2 separate regions of the Triticum aestivum genome follow, and region 1 is linked to region 2. Evidence: chromatin contacts called from public Hi-C data. All regions are on one chromosome and are shown on one strand. Each heading gives the region's core, a stretch centred on a gene start, on an enhancer-like site or on the middle of the called end of the contact. The rest is flanking DNA. Distances are from core to core; before and after follow the strand shown.

The links. Hi-C and Micro-C count contacts between places; a contact is called where the count stands out from the background.
Region 1: a contact with region 2 is called in a Hi-C map of leaf, with 8 times the contacts expected there. The contact joins the promoter of LOC123169616 here to the promoter of LOC123167915 in region 2. A contact is called at or near these places in 3 of 5 Hi-C or Micro-C datasets (all in leaf).

What each region holds. Positions count from the first base shown.
Region 1 is chr7D:167,656,475-167,659,833 of IWGSC CS RefSeq v2.1, forward strand. It overlaps LOC123169616, which reads left to right and starts at 1,277. Exons shown (of 42, transcript XM_044587487.1): 1 at 1,277-1,529; 2 at 1,651-1,729; 3 at 1,925-2,002; 4 at 2,123-2,203; 5 at 2,490-2,566; 6 at 2,652-2,706; 7 at 2,794-2,842; 8 at 2,977-3,114; 9 at 3,208-3,289. The coding sequence starts at 1,407.
Region 2 is chr7D:166,892,698-166,896,399 of IWGSC CS RefSeq v2.1, forward strand. LOC123167915 (signal recognition particle 9 kDa protein) reads right to left here and starts at 2,018. Exons shown (of 4, transcript XM_044585776.1): 1 at 1,734-2,018; 2 at 1,555-1,623. The coding sequence starts at 1,805.

The DNA.
Region 1 (3,359 bases), core at 27-2,526, 760 kb after region 2:
AGAACGCACCATATCCAATAAAGTACGGTTACGATTTTCAGACACACCATTACGCTGTGGTGTTCCAGGTGGCGTGAGTTGTGAAACAATTTTACATTGTTTTAAATGAAGGCCAAACTCGTAACTCAAATATTCGACTCAGCGATCAGATCGTAGAAACTTTATTTTCTTATTACGATGATTCTCCACTTCACTCTGAAATTCTTTGAACTTTTTAAATGTTTCAGACTTGTGTTTCATTGAGTAGATATATCCATACCTACTCAAATCATCTGTGAAGGTCAGAAAATAACGATACCCGCCGCGTGCCTCAACACTCATCGGACCGTATACATCGGTATGTATTATTTCTAATAAGTCATTAGCTCGCTCCATTGCAGTATACATCGGACAACATTTTATTATTGAAATAGTCTCTCGAGGGCACTCTTCCGATCTCGAACAAGCTTACTTCTTCGGCTGAAAACAATCCAGCTTTTGCCAAAAGAAAGCCAAACCCTCATCCTTGAAGGATACAGTAGAAACTAGAAACCAATTACCCGAGTGATTGCCCATCGGATGAGTATGATACTTTCGGGCAGGATTCTCCTAAATATTTGAATTGACACTTTCCAAAACATTGAATTGGTCGGCTCTCTCAATCTCTCGAAACGAGAAAAAACTGTAACTTTTGATTCAAGATCTCAAATCACTCACTGGTTCTTGTGTATGAAAGCCGACATCAAATGACATCTTATCCATCCTCTAAAATGTGCTAGACTGTTTAAGGCTTTCCAACGTAGATAATGGTTTCACCCATGTACTCCTTTGACTTCTGGTTTAACTTTTGTGCAGGGGAAATCCTTGCACTTGGACGCAATATCGAGATCAACCGGCGACCTACTAAGCAGGCTGATCTTTACATATGCTAAAAAATTGTTTATCATCAACAAAGCCAAAAGCAAGATCCTTGCATTGCGCTGTGTCCCATTTGTCACGTGCACTTCAAAATTTAAAATCTGATGGGACGTACGTACTACACTCCTGTGCAAAGTTCAGTTCCACGATCGGCACGCTGTAGTGCAGAATCGCATCATCATCTTTCCGCTCACGGGGCCCACACGCTCAGAAGTCAGAACCCGTGAGCCTTCTGTCTCGTGGCGCTTAAAAATGGAGCCCCCGTGGCGTCCTCGTCCGAAATCCAAACGTGGTTCCGTCCTAGCCCACATGCGCCACGTAGGACTAGCACCGCGCGTCGGGCCCGCGATCCAGGGACACAGAGCGGTTGGGTAAAAAGCCCAGAGCAGTGGAGTCCTCGTGTGTCACTCTTCCTGACTTGCTCACTCCCCTGTCCGCTTTCGCTCTGCTCGCCTCTGCTTCGGGCTGGTCGTCGCCGTCGGCGAGCGAGATCACACGCCACTAGCGGGATGTCGCCGTCGTCCTCGGCGGCGAAGGTCGTCGCCTTCGTCGGCGCCGACGGGCTGAGCGCCGCGCTCGCCGCTTCTTTCACCCGCTCCGGCGCGATCGTCCGCTTCTACATCGACCCCAAGGTCGCCCTCGCTCGATCGCCCTTCCCTCGTTTCCCCGTTCCTTTCAACCCCGTTTTGGTTCTGCCTCCTCTCGGAGGTGTTTTCGCGGGATGCTCTGTCCTGACGGTGCCTGTCCTTGCAGGCGGATGGATCGGCGGCGACGGCGCTCGCGGAGCAGGGCGGCGGCGTCCGATGCGCCAGCCCCGCCGAAGCCACGCGAGGTGAGCGTATATAACGGTCTCCTGCACTGGACCGGTTCCAGATATGGACTTCTTGTGACGCGCGTGAATGGCATGCGTGCGTACGAGCCGTTTGTTGGAATGCCGAAGAGACCGTGCTCTTACGTGCTGAAGAATACTTCGCGCCGTGTGTGAGTTGCTTCTATCTGATCTATCAAAAACTCTTGGCGCCTGCAGATTCTGCGCTGGTCGTTGTGCTCAGTGACGCCGATGGTGTAGATGAGTTGTTCTTTGGAGCTCAGGGTATAGTGAAAGGTATGTACCGCGTGTGTGCTATTGTGTTGCCTGCCAGTCTGTCAATCTCATGCACCTGTTTCTGTACAAGTTATATATACACTTGACATTTGATATGATGTTTGCTTAAGCATTTCATAGGATTGTGCAAAGAGGCCATTGTATTAATTCGATCGACGTTGGTGCCTAGTCATCTTGAGAAGTTGGGCCAGAAGCTTGCAGGTATAATGCTAATGTGTGCATATATTGTCTTAGCTGGGAACAGTAGCTGCTGTGCTTGGAATTTTATGTGCCCTTTTAAGAATTAGAAAGCTGCACATTTAACAATTGTAAGGCCCTCTTTGGATGACTGGAATTAAAGAACATAGGAATAGGAATAAACACATGATTGGAATTTCATGTACTACTATAGTCTCCTACATGATTTTTTGTAGTGATGACCTTGGATGGTTCACAGGATGTCGGTGATGAATGACTGTGCTAGTTAATCTGGATTTTTTTTTTGCAGATGAGAAGAAGGGTATCTTCCTTCTTGATGCTTACATTTTTAGTGGTTTATCTGATGAACTGAAACAAAATATTGTCGTAAGTGATACACAGCTGAGAATCTGAACTGTGTGCTTGTATGCTTACGTTATTCTGTTATCACAATTTAGCTTTTGATTGTCAGGTTGTTGCATCTGGGAGAAAGGATGTAGCAGAAAGAGCTGGACAGTTCTTCTCCGGTAGTTCCAAATCTGTGTACCTTACTAATATTTTCTTCCTGGTCCTCATCTTATGATGCTGAAATTTTAAGCTATCTGACATTCCAGGTCTTGACAAAACCATTTACTTTGTCGAAGGTGAATTTGGCTGCAGCAGGTTGCATTCTTTCCTGAAAATAGCAAATATAAGCTAGTCGAGATATCAATTTTCACCCCTTCCATATATTCACCGTACTAAGTAGTGTAACTATTATTGTCACAATTTGAACTGTATGCCATTTATTTTTACAGCAAAATTAGGTTGGTTAATGATTTGCTGGAGAGCATTCATTTTGTTGCTTCTACTGAAGCAATGTTTATTGGTGTTCGAGCTGGGATTCATCCATCAATTATCTACGACATAATATCAAATGCTGCAGGAAGCTCAAGGTTACAAGGATTATTGAATTCTTTGTGTTCTGTCTGAACTCGTGATACTTGTAGGTTTATATTTCAACTTATGATCATACAATTTATTGACAGGATTTTTGTGGAGGTGGTCCCGAAAATTTTGAGTGAAGATCCATTGCTTATTGATTTTCTGAAGTCACTAAAGAAACATGCAGTAAGTTCCTTTGCTTCTCCTTTGGGGCGTGGTATGGGATTCTTAGGATACTTTACGCAATAAATAAACA
Region 2 (3,702 bases), core at 768-3,267:
AGTAAACTGAACTAAAACTTTCCTCACGGCACATTTTCGAAGTTCTGCACAGAAAGTGACTTCCAATATTATCTACGGCATTTCCTAGCACAATAGGCCCTCTATGCTGAATGTGCTATCGTTGTCAACTAAAAGGCACAGCTGCAAGCTGACTTACGTGCCTACACAATTATGGAAATTCAAATATGTCATCTGGAAGTGATTCTTCACTGAAAATTATGCATCAATTCAATCAGTTGCAGCAACGCAATGTCGAACCATGAAAAAATACTACACAAATGTTTATGATTTTCAGAACCATTGGGTGCAATCAGATGCACAACTATATGATTACATCATATTCCAAAGCAAATATGTCGATTAGGAGAGTACTGAAGCAACTAGTAGATAACACTAGCAGTATTTAGTGCAGACAGTGTAGTTGCATAATGCATATAGAAGCTTTATCAAGCCAATGTGAAAATCTAGTACTAACAAAAATATCAGAATATCTTAAGTATGCTAAGATATAACTTATGACTCAGTTCTGGGACATGCATGTCCAGAAGCTGCAGTATTTTACCAGTGTATGTTTGAGCTGCACCCCCTACGAGTTCCCCAACAGTGTAAACAACATTTAAGTTTGAGCTTAACAAATAGTCCTTCAGTGTTGAGCTAATCAAATACCAAATCCATATATGATGATATATATACAAAACTAAGTACTCCCTCTATAAAGTAGTGATCTAAAAGATCTTATACTCCCTCCGTCTGGAAACACTTGTCGCTCAAACGGATGTATCTAGCATTGAAATAGTGCTAGGTACATTCGTTTGGGCGACAAGCATTTACGGACGGAGGTAGTATTAGTTTACAGAGGGAGTACAAAATTAAGTGGTTTTCAGATGAAGTCAACACAAGGCCACTTGCTCAAATCCATATAACTAAACATGTACTCCGCAGTCTGCACTATCTATTTTCCTGGCTTTGCTCGCATTCTTCCAGGAACAAACAAACTTACTAGTGGGTACAAGAGTACTTTCTTCATGCACAGCAACGATTTGCTTCAATTAGGGCACACATGTCCATCCACACTAGTGTAACTATACTAACTACTGTGAACTAATGCTAACCGCTGCTAGGCATTTATCGCAAAATCTCCTGCATTTATGATATCAAGCAGACATTTAGTTGTAATTAGCATCTCACTATCTTTCTTGACTTGAAAGTAAACTTCAGATGAAATATAAATGTACACGATTGATGTAAAATCAGAACTGCTCAAAACAGAGATCAGTTTTGCTTTCTGTTAATGCTGAAATATCTAACTACCGTAGTATTTTATCGAGCCACTGATAGTATACCAAGATATGCTACGTCACACAAATCAATAGGCAACAGTGAACCATCCCACGCGACGCATGAAATACAAGAACGCTCGATCGGCTCAATTCCTAGTTGTAACGCGCATCTCGCAGTGATACGCGTGATCGGGACCTAAAATACACACTTCCTGGTCATGAATTTGGAAGCAAGACCCAAATCTGGGCAAAACAAGAAGCCTGGGCGCCGTACCTCGCGGTCGTCGGTGACCTTGAGCACGAGCTTCCCGTCGCAGTGGCGGTACTTCATACAGTAGCGAGTCTGGACACATGGGCAACGGATAACGGGTTAGATCGAGATGCGGGCAGGGGGAACCGGGGATGGGTGGACGAGGGGGGAATCGGGGAAGGAGGGATGGGGTCCCGGCGTACGGTGATGGGATCGGCGCGGAAGAGCTGCACGGACCGGTCGACGAACTCGTCCCATGAGTCGAAGTACACCATCGCTGCGGCGGCGCTGGCCGGAGGCTAGGGCTTCGCCGCGCTGTGGCGTGGTCTCGTCGGGATCTGTGGGTTTGCGGGGAGGAGTCTGCCACGGTTCGCTAGATTGCTCCCTTCCCTTGGGTCCGGTCCAGGGCTCTCTTTTTTTTTTTGAGAAGAGGTCCGGTTCAGGGCTGAAACTTGTGTTTGGAAAGAGCCACGGGGTCCAGGGCAACTTCAATCGGCCGACCCAGAGAATAGTCTTTTTTCGCAAAGGCTATATCTCGCTTACAGCGAGCGCAATCGTTCAGTTGCAGCGCAATGCCGCTAGCCACTGCGTCATCGTCCGGTTCACGTCGAGTTAGTATGTCGCGATCTAGTTGAAGAAAAAGAGCCGGGACTTTCACAAGTTTTTCGGCTCTTTTTTCTTTTTCTTTTTTATTCACTGGCTTTTCTTCGTTTTTCTTTCTCTATTTTTACTATTTGTTTTCTTTTCTTTATTTTCGATTTGGTTTTCTTTGTTTCCTTCTCATTTTTCACTAGCTTTTTTTATTTTCTTTATTTTTCCTTCATTTTCCTTGGTTTTGTTTTTATTGTTATTCAGTGGTTTTCTTTTGTTTTCACTCCGGTTTTCATTGTTTTTCTATTCACATTTTAAGTATAAATCTAATACATTCATACCGCCCACAAACAGTCCCTCGAAGTGAAGACCAAAAGCACGGTCTCTCTACTTGGTTGCAAGCGTGCAACCTTCACAATCCGGCAGCGCTTCGCCGTCCAGAGCTAATCGATGACGGAGAATTAGAGTGAGGAGATTAGAACCCACATGGCTTCTAATTGCGAGGACAAGATGATTATCCTAGATCTAATTAGTCAATTAGGACCAACTAGAACTAGAACTAGAACTAGAAGAACTAGAGGAGACTCCAAAACTTCTGTGTCCAAAAGAGCAAAATCCCCTAGTATATATAGGTTGGAGGGAGAGGGAGGGCTTCCACCAAGGGGGAAGGAGTCCCGCTTGGTGTGCCGGCCTAGGGAAGGAGGAGTCTAACACCCCCCTTCACCAATTTGCTAAGGAAGGAGGCACTTTCGCACTTGGGCGGTATTTTTAGGCCTGTTGATATTAAATTAAACATAAAATAGTTCTAAATATTTTCAAACCGTTACATATATAATTTAACATCCCTGGAAACATTCTCCACCTATATATATTTATCAGTAATACCCGGTATTACCCCATATTCACCGAAACCCTTCAGGTGACCCAAAACGCTTCTGTACCCTCTCGTAACTATTCCGAATAGTAATGAAACAATTCCACAAATATATTCTCATCACTCCTGTCCTACTGATACGTCTCCAACGTATCTATAATTTTTTATTGTTCCATGCTGTTATATTATCAATCTTGGATATTTTATAATCATTTTATAGTCATTTTATATCATTTTTTGGTACTAACCTATTGACATAGTGCCAAGTGCCAGTTGATATTTTCTGCATGTTTTTTACATCGCAGGAAATCAATACCAAACGGAGTCCAAATGCAACGAAACTTCACGGAGATTTTTTATGGACCAGAAGACACCTAATGGGCCAAGGCTGCGCCTCGGGGGGGGGTGCTCCGAGGAGAGCACAACCCACCAGGGCGCGCCAGGAGGCCCTGGCGCGCCCTGGTGGGTTGTGCCCACCTCGGGTGTCCCCCGGACCGCCTCTTTGCTCTATAAATACTCCAATATTCCAAAAACCCTAGGGGAGTCAAAGAAAATCAATTCCAGCCACCGCAGAGTCCAGAACCACCAGATCCAATCTAGACACCATCACGGATGGGGTTCACCACCTCCATTGATGCCTCTCCGATGATGCTTGAGTAGTTCTTTGTAGACCTTCGGGTATGTAGTTAGTAGCTAGATGGCTTCCT